Linked DNA regions of Anser cygnoides: region 2 is linked to region 1. A link is a contact called in public Hi-C data. All regions are on one chromosome and are shown on one strand. The core of a region is the stretch at or near the end of the contact, and the rest is flanking DNA. Distances in the headings are between cores, read along the strand shown. Region 1 overlaps SORBS2 (sorbin and SH3 domain containing 2). Region 2 has its middle 7.3 kb from the start of TLR3.

Region 1 (7,580 bases), core at 2,642-5,141:
CCCTTCCCTCCTTGTATGTGCTGCCTGTGAAAGCATGCTGAAGATGGGAAGGTGACAGAAGGAGCAGGGTTGAGGCAATAAAGATGAGCTGCACAAACAAGGTCTGCACAGATCTGACATCAATATAAAATGCAGATGGTAATAAAAGTTCCTCTCCTCGTGTGACAAAGGCTGCCTGCCATATATCGCTCACTCCAACAGACGCTTTCCCTCGATCCGCATGCTCCACCCCCATTGATATTAATGGGGACTGAGCAGACTGAAGGGAGAAGTCTCCTTAGGAGTAGCAAAAGTGAGGGAGCCAAAGCTTTAGAAAATGGAAGCCAGCTGGAGTGACTACAGGATGCTTATGCTAATCTATCACAGCAAAAATAAATGGCACTGATACACACACACACAAATCTACAAACAAAACCGAGCCATGACCGCAAATAGCAAATAAATAAAATGGGAGAGCTAAGCAAACTGTCAGTAAAACAGCATCACAAGCCAGCTGGGCGTTAGTCACAAAAGGTACTTCTGACAACAATCTGCTTCCCTCGCCCCAGGTTTAGAACCCCCACGCCTGGGCTGTAGCACATTTATGGGGAGCAGTGCAAGGATCAAAACAGAGACAGTGAGAAAGCACATTGAACAAAATGAGAGAGAAGTGAAAGGGAGGGAAGCTTTCTAAAACATCTCTTCATGCAGAACTCTTTTTTAAAATCTGAACATCTGGAGCGCTCCAAACTGCCCAGTTTAATATAGCAGAAGTCTAATTAAAATCCATAGCATATTATTATTACATTTGAAAATGAAATAGTTCATGACCTCTTATATACATTTGTGTTTGGTAGGCTGCTCATTTGATTTGTAATTTTTTAACATTTCAGCCTCCAGTAGGTAGGAGAGAGAAATGAATTGTCTCCTATACAAGCATCACGTGAACTCCTAGATGCTTCCAGGGGTTTGACATGTTAAGGATGCCTGTTAAAAGTGAGTTCAAAAGTTTTGTTGTGGTGATGTCTCCATCAAAACTTTTGTGTTTAAATACTTTCTCCCTTAATAAAATCAAAAATCAAAATGAAAAGTAAGTTGGCTTTTCTCACACCATTCTCCAAAAGAACTTGGCGCTCTATCAGCTCAAGGCCAGCATTTCAAGAGCTATGAAGTAATGTTTTCAGCTGAGGTTCTTCAGTGAGGCCAACCATCTCTACCCTAGTTCAGAGGTTCACCTGTTGTCCTCTTCTGCACATTGTCTTTTTGGGAGAGCTTGTTTCAAGGGAAGACAGAGTGCAGCTATGTCTGCAACCTTACACCTTCTTACTCATTTACTATGGCATTTGGTTCTCTGAAGAAAAAAGAACCAGTGTGAGTTCTTTGTAGAACAGGAAGCTACTCCTATGAACTTCTATAATAAAAAAATAAGACATTTGTGTGATGCGCTTTACCAAATGGCCAAGTCAGACAGTAAGGCTCTTACACTAAGTGGTACACAGTATTATGAAAACAGGATGCACACAATTTGCTGATGGACATCAACCGTTAAGTGTAGGCATAGAATGACCACATATGACATTTCTGGGTTTGGTTCTAAAGGTTTTAGAGAGGACAGCAACTCAAATAGTATAATTTTTTAGTTTTTAATTACTTTCCCGCAAAATTTTATTTTGTCGTCACTGTTAAATTTATGTATCTGATACTTATTGGACTGGTGGGAGGGTTAGCTATAAAAGATAGTTTTGAGAAGTTTAAAGATGCTTTTGGGACTGATGCTGTTTCTTCTCAGAGAATCAGCTGTAAAATCTTTTTTTCCTAAGCTCTCTTGACTAAGGATGTCAAGAATAAACAAAAATCCTCAAATTGGTTTTTGAAACTGTGGCTCCATCTTATGTAGGCACAGTGCTGGATGGCACAATCCTATATTGTTTTTATTGCTCTCTCAATGGTTTTCATCTACACTATGAACCAGAGTCTCCTTTAAGAATGAAGATCATTACAGAAATAATACAGGGATAGAGCCACTAACAGCAGATGTATATGTGTGCCACCAGCTTCCCCCTCGTTTTCTTATTTCACAGATACATTTACAATCATTTGGCCCTTGTGTACAGAGGAATGGAGACAAAGACTCTTGCACAAAGTAGAGGTGGGTCTTGCCAGCAGTTTAATCTCTCTGTGGGGCTCTTATGACTGTTTAGGAATTTTTGTCCTTTGGTGGGAGACTCGTCCATTCTCTTGTCCATTAGTGGTGAACCATGTTACATTCAACCCTGCCTGGCCATATCTAAGAGAGAAAATGGCGGCCAAACCTGACCGTAATAGATCCCTTTACAGGGAGACTACCCAAAAAAGGAATGAAAGGAAGGACTGTTCTCTTTAGCTTACAAAGAAAACAAATACAGTTAGCTGATTATTTTAGAAGGAGGTTAGAAGAAAATATAGATGTTCCATGCTTCGCATAGCTAGTAGATGGCCCTGCAGTGATTGTGCCTTATTTACACATACCACTCTATATTGATCATGGCATCTTTGATTACAACTACTGGACAGTATGCAGATTAACAGTACTGACACTTTGCAAAATTTTAGGCTTCACAGCTGTGTTACAAGAGTTAGGAGTGCCAGCTTTTACATGCCTGTTAATGTTTTTTAAACATCAATCACAGAACTGACTACAGATCGTTGACTCTCCTATGTGCAAGTTTGGGCTAAAACTACATTTTAGAAAATATATCTGAAATGAAAAAAATACATACACTGTTTGTTCTTTTTAGCCTACCAAGTGCTCTGTTTAGGCTGGAAAATGGTAGCGTGCTGAAGTACTTGTACAATGTTGAAATGCTGTTGTTACCCAGTAAAAGGTCTCAGAACATTTCTCAGTTTTGTAATTCAGCAATAAATTGCTCAATACTAATGAAGGCTCTGTTCTCACTCATTTTGGTCATGCAGATAATTTCAAAAGAAAAGTGATCTGGATTTGACCCAAATTCTATGCCTTCTCTCTACCCATACGTGAGTGTACTAAGGTACAGAACAATGAACATACATATAAAACAGGTAATTGCATGCTGTTTTTTTCCGTGAGTTAACTGAGAGGAAAGTAACAGGACACTCGGATACTAGAAGATTATTTATGAAGTTCACTCCTGTAAGAAACAGTGCTTGAGAGGGGGAAAGGTCAGTTAGAGGACAGAAAATCAGTTTCATGCAGTCAGTGGCTATAGCTGGGGGAAAAAAACCTGTGTTAAATATTGCCAACATTTACTACAAATTTACAAGTTACATTATTGAAATCTCTACCTCAGTATAAACCAAAAAATGGTGGTAGCCAAGAGGCTCCAAATCCACAAACCTGTAAATCATTAATAGTATTTTAAATATATCTCTAGAAAAGCTACAGACCACTTGCTTTTAATGCATTGGGAATGGATATTTATTGAATTTACTCTCATTTATTTTAAGCAAAATGTTCAGTACACCTTGGCTGACCACATATACGTGCAACAACTTGGTACCACTTCCCTGTCTATTACCAAATCAGCTATGCAAACTATTTGTTTAAACATCTGTTACAAAACATACTTTCAGACTATGAACCCAGAAAACTAACAGAGTACTCGTCTATGTAATGGGATAACAGACAAGTCTGAATTGTTTTTCCCCTCTGACAACCTGTTTGAACAAAATGGAGGAGGAAAAAAGGAAGGATAATTACATGTGAAGTGGCAGCAGTGTTGGTTAAGGTGGTGCCATCTGACACAGCAGACATCTGGCTCAAGGTTGGGGAAGGTGTTTCAGAGCAGTCAGTAGTATCATAGCTACAAGTCTGCAGCTCATCTAGAATGGCTGTGGAGGACTCACTCACTGTGCGGGAGGAGCACTCACTCATGGCAGAATCTGTGCTTACAGAGGCTGTTTCGTTCCTGTGGATAATACTTTCAGAAGCTAGGAATGGGTATTTATATGAAAATTGTGAAAGGGCTGGGGTTTTATAAAAGCGTGAAGGCAAAAAGTCATCAAGCGCTGGCAAAGAATATGGTACTAGATAGGTGCCACTGTCTGGTGAGAAAGAGGCTCTGTTAACTGGTACCACAGGAGGAGGAAGAGGCAGTGGAGAAGCTTCTGTTGCTGTTTGTCTGTGTGTCTGTGAAGCATTTACCTCCATCACAGGGGCAGTTACTTTCTGGTTTCCAAGCTGAGATTTGAGGGAAAAAAAATAAGAAAGAAACAGATTACCAAATGAATAAAAACGTTTCCCTTTGCCTCTTGCTGTGTGTAGGAGAATTACAAAAGTGTACGTTTTTCAGCAGGCCTAGGAAGTTCACATTCACATGGATTAGGAAATAAATCAACCATACTCTATATTAAAGTAGAAAAACATGAAAGAAATTAATGCATCAAATACTAGTGGAAGCAATGCCAGAAACCACAGTGTTTTGGGGATGAATATTCCATATATTGGAATATATGGAATGAATATTCCACAACATATTCCATATATTAATAGGGTCACGCTATTTTATACTTATACATAAATATGAGGCTAGAGAATATCATGCTCTTTTTTTTTTTGTAGAAGGAAAAAGGCATCTGTGAGCCTGATCTCTATAAATGTTACTCCTTTTTTAAATCAAAGGATGGGTACCATTTTGAAACTGTAACATACAGATGGGCAGGACTGCAAGCTAAATGGAAATGCTAGTATTGAATGTGCACATGACCCACAAGCAATAGATTGTGGATTTTTTTCCTCTTGTGATTGAATACTTCTTCTCCACTGCCTCACTGATAATAACGTTTGGATGATCTTGGAATTTCCAAGCACTCTGGAAGCACCCTGTCAGCCTACTGGATAAGGTGTAAGTATATCAACCTTTTCAACATCAGAGGACACAAGGATTGCTAAGCTATCTGGTATAAATACGAGGAAGAACAATGATTGGGAACACGAGAACAGGACAGGGATGATTTAGCACTGAAACAAAACACACTACTTGGCTGGCTTCAGCACCATTCCTTAAAAGCATAAAGGAATATCCTCAAAAGAGTGCTTCTGAAAATTCACACATTACAAGCTTTATGTTTTGATATTTCAAATCGGTCACAATACACCAGTTTTAAACTAGTCCTGAAACTGACTTTTAGCGTCTGCAAATTGTTTTTGAATTAAAGATACATGAAAAACATCTTGGTGTCCAGCCTTTGTTAATCAGACGCACAATTTTTTCTATATTGCCCATCAGCTGCAAGCTTTCCATCAATTTCTGAAATACATCAAAGTACTTCAGCACTAGTAGTTTCACTTTCGACAGAGCTGACAAGCTCTGGAATAGCTGCAGGGCAAGAACATTTGGGATTTAGAATTTATTTAAAAGAGAGGACAGTAGGATACCACATGCAGCAATTACTACTTAAAAACAAACAAACAGTATTTACTCATAAATATCACATTGTTACTGAAGATAATGCTTTTTTCCAGTGCTTGGAATATGCAGACATCTTTAACTCTAATCATTCAAAAATGTTTCAAACCATCAGATTAAAATGCCATTTTGGCATTTTAATCCACAATCTGAAAATATCTTGTAAAACCCTTATAGAAGACTTGGAACACAACCCAGCTTTTGCCACTTGTGAGAGATCACTGGGGGTCCAGTTCCATAATCCTTGCTGAGATCAACTAAAAGTTACACAAATAATCTTGGTGAGGTCAACAGGACCATTCCTATGAATAAGCATTTCAGAAAAGGATTTTCAGCATACGAAGAGATACCCAACACTTGTTCCAAATGGTTTGAAAGAACTGTTTGGCATTACTGGACCTATCGAATATACAAAAATAGCCAAAACCTACTGTTAAAATTTGCAGTTAAAACAGTAAAAACAAACAAATAAAACAAAACCACACATAATCAAACAGCTTAAAATTAAAATCTTATTTATCAGATATAATCTGATTTCAGTAAGCAATGTTTGAAATCTAAACCTTAAAAAAAATCTTTTTATATAGTAACTTTAAACAAATTACTTATTTAGAAAAATCAATAATCAAGTGGATGACTGTAAAAAGAAATAACATTTTTAGAGATAGCTAATTTGCCAATGGAAACATCAAATATCAAATTAAATAAACACTTAAACTTCAAATATTCAAATTAAAATATAATGAAAAGCAATCATAAAATGTTGTGAAACAGCTGGTCATAGAGCATAACATATCAGGGGCTAAAGATCTATGCATTTAACAACACATATAACAGTAATTTCACCTCACTGTTAGACACATAAAGGTAAAACATAACTATCCTTCATGATGTATTTCAACATCCAAGTCACAATTCAATATCTCTAGTGAATGACACAAACCAGGAGATAAAGCAATTATGTGTATGAAACTCTGAAGTTCTTGAGACCAGATATCCTCTCAGCATCCCCAGAAGAAAAGCTGCATGACTGAGCTACCATAACTAAATTGATCTCTGAATTGTTAAAATAAAAGGCAACTTTGGAGACTCAAGAAACCTGGTAAGCTTGCTAGCTTCAAACTGAGATGATTTCCTGCATGCTTGAGAAAAGTAAGGATGGACAACACAAGGAAAGATATTCAGGGTGCATCCAGAGAGCAAGTGAAATGGAATTCTTAAATAATTAAATACATTGTGCTTGGCAAATGATAGCTGATTTCATCAAGCCAAATTCTTAAATAAAATATAATGTTATGATTCTTACAACATTGGTAGAAGGCATGCAGCCATTCTAGGTACTGTTTCCCAATATGAAGTTTCTCAGCTTTGAAGGGAAAAACTTGAGTATTCTGGCTGGTTCCAGAACTCTGTCATAGGTGTAATCATCACTCTGGCAAAGAGTGGCTGAAAAGGTGGCTGAAAACAATATTTTTTTTTAAAAAAGCAAACTGTTTAAACCATTGAAAAAACTGGTCTTTTTCAACATGGAGTGCTGGCAAGCACTAAATAGCAGATACATTTGGCTACTGGTAAGCCATATTCTTCACCACTGCGAAAAATATGAGAAAAACAAGGTTGAATACATTCAAAAAACCTCAACTTTTAATACCAGTTCCATCCAGTGTGCTTCAAATTAGGTTTTGTTATTTTCATAGCCCAAGAAATGCTATAAGAAGTCATTTGGATTAACTGTCAAACAAGTATTTCATCTATTAGAATGATGAAACATTAGACTACATAATTATCTTGGGCTGTGGAGCAACACTTGAGAAATAAATATCAACACTGTCTTGGAACAAATTCAAAGTCTTAAGCACAGCTTTCAGCTGGTCTTCAGAAATGTTCACCTTCCACCAAATATTAAAATGTCATGCCTGAAGCATACAGTTTCCACCCAATTCACGTGAAGTAGACAGGCGACCCGAGAACAGGTTTTGTCCTCTATCATATTAACACAAGATTTGTGGAGTGCTGCAAGGTTACTCATGACACCAAAGTACTGGCCTTGCTTCAACAGTCAAGACACAGATAAGGAGACTCAGAGTGAATAAATTCATTTTGTTAATAAATAGCAGAGTTTAGTAGTTAACATTCAAATTAAACCCATACGCTTGTACAAATGGGTAAAAATAC
Region 2 (7,580 bases), core at 1,696-4,195, 150 kb after region 1:
GGCTGTTCTTATCTCAGAGCCTAAATTCTTTTCAGTGGTAAGCTGTTCAAAAAAAGCATGGAAAACTTAATGACATAATTATTTATGTGAAAAATGTGCTGACTGATTTAAAAAAAAAAAAAAAAAAGAAAAAACAATGCAGCCCCATGTACTGCAATCCAAAACACCAAAGCACTTTACAGGCTGCACTGAAGTGGATTCTGTTATGTGGCTCTCATCTGCAGGCAAACATGGTCATAACCTTGGTAAAAATATCTTTTCTAGACAATTCTGAAATCAAAAATACTGATTAGCAAGAAAACTGAAGCATTCAAGATGTGTTTTAGATGCAGAGGAAAAAGTGTTTCACGCTTTTAACAAGCTAACGGTTTAATTTACTTCAGTTATAAGGTCGTTTACAGCATAAGGCTTACTATGATAATTTTTCAAAGAGGACTAATTTAAGGATGTTATGCTTTGAAGTTAAGGATGTGTAGTTTCATCCTTCTTGACAATCTGGATCTGTAGCAGTTTGTTGAAACACAAAGTGTTGGTAGTGGGTAGAGGTGATGGCAGGGGTCTCTCTTTAGCAGGTATCAAGAGCTTACTGAAGATGACTGCGTGCATTGTCCTTTATGCTACTGGGTCCTAGAGGAGATGGCTGCTCCTGGTCCTTGGAAGGCCAGTGCAGTGAGGCAGCACAGGATGCCTGCTGGGCCTCTTTAATATAGTTGTACAGCCTGCAGTGTCCTGAACTTTTTCCCTTAAGCGTGCTCAGTTGCCCCTTAGAGAAGCAGCATATCTTCCATTCTCCTTCAAAGGATTCCGCTTTGGTCTGTGTAAGGGATGCAAAAATAATTGCTTGCGCAGTTATGAAACAAGAAATAAACTCTGCTAAAACAAAAACAAACAAACAACAAGCTATAAAATATCAAACTCCGAAGTAAGTTAGGTCAGGATGTGTGCATTGCAGTAAAAATTGGTGACGCGTCTAACAGGGTCTTCTCTAGTGCTTGTTTGCTCATCTTTATTACTTAATCTAAATAGCCACCATATTGCATTATCTTTCTCATTCAATACCATTGGACTTGATCCAGATGAACACTTCTGCCATAATTTATGTACGTTCCTTAAACTAGCATTTAAAAGTAATTTCATATGGATGAGGAATGTAAGTTGATAGCTTAATGACTTCCCATTCTTAAAATAATGAATTTATTATGCAAAGGAGGAATATAATGTGAATAGTGAAGTGTCACAGATAGTTTCTTGTTGTTGTTTTGTTTGGTTTTTGCTCAGTTTGAGTTAGAAGAACAGGGTATGTACTTGCACACTAAATAAATGTGTGCAGGGGAAATGCCCAGGGCTGCCCTCCATTCTGTGCACTGTCATCACTAGTGTTTCTTATTTCAGAGGTACAAAGCTTGCCTTTTATCTTGGCAAATAAACATTTCTGTGGCTAGATTTCATTATTTATGTTTATCAGACCCCTTATGCTTTTGCATAAATCATTAGGATTAATTTTTAATGTAACCTAGATAAAACAGAATCTCATTGTATGTTGCAAGAAATTTCATGTTTGCTTCCAGTTGCATGAATACCTGTATTCATATGCTACATGAATATAATGCTGCTTGTCACACTCTCGTTTTTCATGTTTTCAAAGACAAGTTTGGAAAGGTATGCATGAGAAACCTATTGCTGAGACCTGGGGTAGCAAGTTTCCCATAGCATTCCTAGAATACCAAAGGAAGAAATATGCAAATCACTTCAAACCCAGACGCTTTGGGCACAGCTTACAAATTAGTCTTTTCGGCATAAATCCTACTTCAATAGCTTAATTATTCAACTGTAGTTTTGCACTCCTGCTACAAAAGCAAGGAATTTCAAGCACATTGTTTGTGAGCTGCTTACAAGCCCTCCCCTATGAACCTTGGACCTTTTTCTTAACTGCTGCAAAGCAGGCTGAGAACATACCACAGAGCAGTATGCTGGAAGAGTTTTTAAATGTTAATGAATAATATGATCACTTTATTAGGGAACTTTTCCGTGATGTGTTTCCAGGCACTCTAGAGGAATGTATTTGTGCACACAATGTTTTATTTGCTTAAGAGAACAAATAACTTTTTTGATATCCTTTGACCTTCTTTTTTCCCCCTTTTTAAATTTCAAAGCTGTTGATGTAAAACTTCTGTGAAAAGGACAGGATAACTCACAGAGAACAGTGTTGTAATGTCTACTGTAAGTGTTTTTAAAGAGCCATGATACGTTCTGTATCCAAATGATTAAGGAGATCTTTTCTGTGCAGCAGCGCTAATCATTCCTTCAATTATTTCCCGAATGGCTTTGAGAGCTCTCCTACCTCATATTTCTTCATCTCATGTTCCATGACAGGAATGAAAATTGTCTGTAATTACATAAAGTGGGCACTACTTCCTTTGTGAGTTCATGACATGTAAAAGCATAATCCTATTTGTATCTGGTATTAAAGCTGGGTAATATTCTCACATATGGGGAGGATACAATGGAGCTGTGATTGGAATTTTTCAGGTGATTTCTCCCTAGAACAAGTTGGCAACTTGGAAAACTATGCTGTAAATTAAAACTGCCCATCCAAGCAGCTGTAAATTGCGTGACCAGCACTTACTCAGCAAATAACTTCCTGTGGACCTCACTGACCTTGTCAGTATTGCGAGGAGCATGGCTTCAGATGGAGAGAAATTGCTTTTGAATAGTTGCTCTGAGAATGTACGAGCAGGCGTCTCTGTAACAGGAGGCATGAGGAAAGTTTAAAAACGAGAAATTATGAAACATAGGAAAAACATTCATTTTTGTGTGTTTGTGGTATTCCTGATTTGTAGCTTTCTTGCTGGTTCCTACTTAGTGTTTAAAGTTACAGCTCTGAGAATCTTTTATTTATTTATTTATTTTTTTTCCTGGAACAATCTCAGCTTGCTTGGAGGGCGAGTCCTTGGCTGCCATACTTATGTCAGAGCCATCTGGCCGACACGTTCATTGGATTAACATGCAAAAGTAATAACATGTTCTTATCCCAAAATTTTACTTCTGATATAAGGTCAATTTAAAGCCAAGTTCAGGTTTTCTAGGGATCCAAAACATGTTTATGTAATGGTCGCAGTTGGCAATACTATTGAAATGTGCTGTTCTATGGGTGCAGCAGTCTTTCTTCTACTTGTTTAACTTACGAGTAAAAATTACCTATTGAGAAGGCCTTATTTTGAGGTATTTTACTGTTAAATCCAAGATTCCATAAAAAGTCATTATTTTTTTCTGTTAATTATTCATACTTGCAAAAATCATCCAGGTCACAAGAGACAGAAAAGATTTGAGCCCCCCCCCCTCTATTTTTAAAAGCCTGTATAAATAGTTTGCTTCCCTCATTTTTGATTTTTGTAATTCACCTTTTACTTGATCTACAAGGTGGACAAGTTACAGAACTGTCCTGTGGATCATCTTGCTTCTTGATAGAAGTAATTTTATTTGCAACTTATAGGAAAGATACAGAATAAATCCTTTTGGGAAGAAAAAAATATTTTTGTCCTTTGTAGTGGCCTTAGAAGCAGAAATTATAAGGAGGTTAAACAGTGTAGCTCAAAGACGCACTATTTGCTTCTGACTTTTATGTGTGCTTTTAGGTATGTCCGACCATCCTGAGGTGAACCAGGGCATTGCTCTTGTGTACTTTGAAGTATTCTTGGACTGAGGAAGAGTGGAGCTTGTCTTCTGGTTCTTTCGCATATATTTTTTAACATGTCAAATTTTAATCTTTCAGCTAACACTAACATTGTGGTAATGTCCAAGGTTTAAGGTTGTCAGGTGCTATGAAAATTCATGGATACTAAAATTAATTCACACAATTCCCACCTGCCTATAACAGCTATCTGAAAGGAGCAAAAGAATGGAGTAAATTGCAATACAGTAGTGTGTTTAGGGAAGCTGATAAAGCTGTACACTTCATGGTCAGTTCGTTTTCAATACAGGTGACAAAAATCTCGTAGGAAGAACTGAAAAAATAGATTCTTGAGCTGTTGATTCCTGATAGCTATATTTGTGCATCCAAATAATAATGTGGTATTGCAGATGACTGCAGATGCCCTAGTCCTCTGTAAAATGGAAAACAAGTTTCACCAACACCTACAGAATACAAAAAAAATGAGAAAAGGGTTGTAAAATGGCCTGTACAGGTTTACATTGTATAGGAACCTCAAATGATTAAATACCCTCTGACTCACATATTGGCTATTTGCCACACATATGTTGCTCTTATCTTCAGTGGCAATCAAACATGAATCTCCTAGTAAGGTTTTTTTGGGGACAGAAATATTAACCATATTATTCACCACTGCTCCCACAGTACTTGTCCTTAAATACAGAAATCTGTCTTGACATCTAAGTCCAAAAATGTTCTACTAACTATACTTCAAATTCAAAACAAATGATCATTACCATGTGTGAATCAATTTGATAACTAGAGTGTCCTGAAGGTGCTTTGGAAAGCAGTGTAAACGTCCAGATTCAAATAGCCTGCCAACACTGGGGACTTTCTTATTTGCTGTCCGTATTTGCCTGCTTATACAAATGAGCACAACAATTCAGAAAGGACAAACAGGTCGTGGGCATTTTAGGAAGGCGTTTGTCCTCATGGTAGTAAACAAAGTATGCACATAGAGACTTAACTGAATCAGAAGGCGAGAAAATCTCAGATACTTTGTCAGTTTAAAAAAAAAAAAAAAAAAAGAAGAAGAAAGGCCTTAAGTGCTTGCAGCTCTGTTTTTGCATTTTTTTTATGATTTGTTTCCCAGAAAACTGTTATGATAAATAGTTTGTGGTCAGTCTTGTGGGAGGTTATGGCTTTTATCTTAGGAGTAGTAAGGGATTGTCAGGCATCTCGCCACTGTCATAATGAAGCAAATTTACAACAGCAGTTCCTGTAAAATTCAAAGCTGTTACATACAGTCAGGTCCATATGTTACTCCTTATGTTATTTAGATAAAATCTGGTAAACTCAGCAGCAGCAGGCCTATGAGACTGTTGATGGCAGTACACATCCCAGAGTCTTTAAGGCTGTGGACTTGGCTTTTTTTTCCTAGCTGCAGCTGAGTAAGATGATTCATTTTGTGTACATAACATGTTCAGTTATTAGGAGTATGAATGTGGAATTTCTTTAATTCTACCAAATTTGGTTCAACAAATCAAGCTGTGATATACTTGCCAGGGCAAATAACCCTGATGCCCAGCCAGCTGCAAGATCAGTCTTTATGCTAGAAACATTTCCTTTAAGGAGCTTTGGACTTCAGGAGCTACTCTTTAGGTTTACATCTACCAGAAAATAGAAATCAAATGGCTTGTATCTTTTTTTTTGGAGAAAGTTAATGCTGACATCTAGTGGTGTTTTTTTGCATGTACAAAAAACTGAGATTTGGTGGATTGATCAATAAATGTGACAGCTAACCTGATTCTTTGACGATGTCTTTTCAAAATAATCTATTAAAATATGAGACTGTTGTAAAAAGCCTGACTGTGGAAAAAACGTCAGTACTAATGTTAATGCTATGCTTTTCAAAGGGTGTTACTGTGTTGCATAGAAAGGATAAAAAAAAATTTAGTGTTTTCCCTATCTTTCTTGGAGTTAAAGTACCTGAAATATATTTCCCATATTATCTGTTATTAGCTTTTTTTTTTGCAAGTGCAGAAATATTTTTAAAATACTCTGGATAAATTATTTTTCATTAAACTACATTTGATCTATTACTCATAATAAAGCAGTGATTAATAGTCACAGGTCTCAAAAGCTAAAGGGATTTCAGTGAATATGTTCAGTATTTTACTTCTGTACTTGATCATATAGTACCATATATCATGAAATCTGCTGTATTTGTTGCTTCTGGTTGCTCCAAGTAAAAAAAAAAATATATATATATATAATGTTTTCAAATGATGTTTTTACGTGCATGTTAACACAGGGAACACAATCAGAAGAGATGCATAGTACCTACTGTTTACAATGTTAGTAAGGAAGATCATTTGCAAAGCAGGTACTTTAGTTGTATAGTTTAGGGGTACGAATATCTAGTTTGAGATGCCTTTTCTGATTCTGCATACACATTCATATATTTTCATTTTATCTACAGATATTAGGCAGATTAAAGGTGCTGAATTTGAAAAGGAATGCATTTGAGTTTATTGTCTTTTTTATGACCGTGGCCATGACCCTCATTTTGCAGAGGGTTTCACAATGTGGTCAGGAATAGCCTGGCACAAAACATTCAAATTGTGGGTTATAATTAAAAGGGAAATTAAATGTAGGTGATTTCTTATGCAGCCCAACACGTGTGCTTTACTTCCCCCAGTATGCATTACACTGTAGACTTGACATAAGCCATCCATGCTGAACTTAAGTAGTTTATTCAGCCAGAGTGAAGTTTCATTTCTCACCCAAATTCCTGGATGTCCAAATGCTGGCTTCCAGTAAAGATAGAGTAGAAAAATGGTGACTTTGTCCTGTGGCATACAGCCTAAACTCTCAATCCTAAATTTTTGAAAGGTTTCAAATGTAGACACAAAATGTGGCTGTATACATTAGTTTTTATATGAAGCTGGAGAATTTGAAATATTTTAAAAATTTAATCATAAAATAGATTAACCTCTGATCTAGACTATGCTCATTATAGCTCTGCTTGAGGTTTGTGTGACATTAAGAAGAAACAGTAATACAAGTATCAACTCAGAATAAAATGAGTTGCTGGAAATTGTCCTTTGAAGTCAGGATTTTTGCTCACTGAATTTTAATTAAAACTCAGAACTGTTACATAGCAAAGTAGCAGTACTCTATAGAAGGCTGACATGAAAAGGACAATGTTCAAATCAGTTTGCTGCCTTGCTATATACAGATATTATACTATCACCACAAAGTTAACAGCTACTCTGAATACATGCACAGACATATTTTGCTAGGTATGTTAAAATCTGTAATTCTCATGTTAAAAACGGCTTTGGTTTTAGCTCAGAATTTATTTAAAAGCAGCACCTTAATCTCTGTTCTGCTAAGCAACTCAGCAATTCTGATTTCATTCAGTTTTGAAATCTGATGGGTGTAAGCACGCAATGTAACATCCAGACACTAGGAAGGCTATGTTACTCAGAAGTCAGTATCTTGTTCCATGTTGAATTATGTATGTATTATTATGTACTGAGGAATACTGTTCTCCTGATGCCTGGTGACTTTCTGACGTTTTTCATGTAGTTTGTGTTAATTTTCAAGATATGTCAGTGGAATCAATATTACAGCTGAGTAGAAACTTTTTTACTAATTGAATGGTTTTCAAACAGAACTTTAAGCCCTGGTATACGGACTGGTTTTGCAGTGAATCAGGGTGATTGGATTCTTAATGTATTGCATGTTTGTATACTACCAAAAATATTTAGTATGCAAGACTTAAGCTGCTGTGAGCTAGGATCACATAACATGCTGCAACAGAGACTAGTTTCCAGCACTTGGGTTCACTGACTTGAAACTTATATTTAAAAACAAATCCCCCAAAGCCCCAAACTTCTTCGCTTATGAATGTTTCTACCAGTAA

Evidence for each region. A called contact is a pair of places that touch in the nucleus more often than the background predicts.
Region 2: a contact with region 1 is called in a Hi-C map of liver, with 2.6 times the contacts expected there. The contact joins two enhancer-like sites. A contact is called at or near these places in 2 of 7 Hi-C or Micro-C datasets (both in liver).

Annotation. Positions count from the first base shown.
Region 1 is chr4:59,904,695-59,912,274 of Taihu_goose_T2T_genome, forward strand. It overlaps SORBS2 (sorbin and SH3 domain containing 2), which reads right to left. Exons shown (of 28, transcript XM_066996226.1): 8 at 3,698-4,177. Among named protein-coding and RNA genes, the nearest start is that of PDLIM3, 79 kb to the left of the region's middle. Within about 2 kb of position 3,892, at least 2 of the 3 cell types and tissues checked have open chromatin away from gene starts, as enhancers often do. A contact at or near this core is called in liver, where this site is marked.
Region 2 is chr4:60,056,011-60,063,590 of Taihu_goose_T2T_genome, forward strand. No RefSeq gene overlaps it. Among named protein-coding and RNA genes, the nearest start is that of TLR3, 7.3 kb to the right of the region's middle. Within about 2 kb of position 2,946, at least 2 of the 3 cell types and tissues checked have open chromatin away from gene starts, as enhancers often do. A contact at or near this core is called in liver, where this site is marked.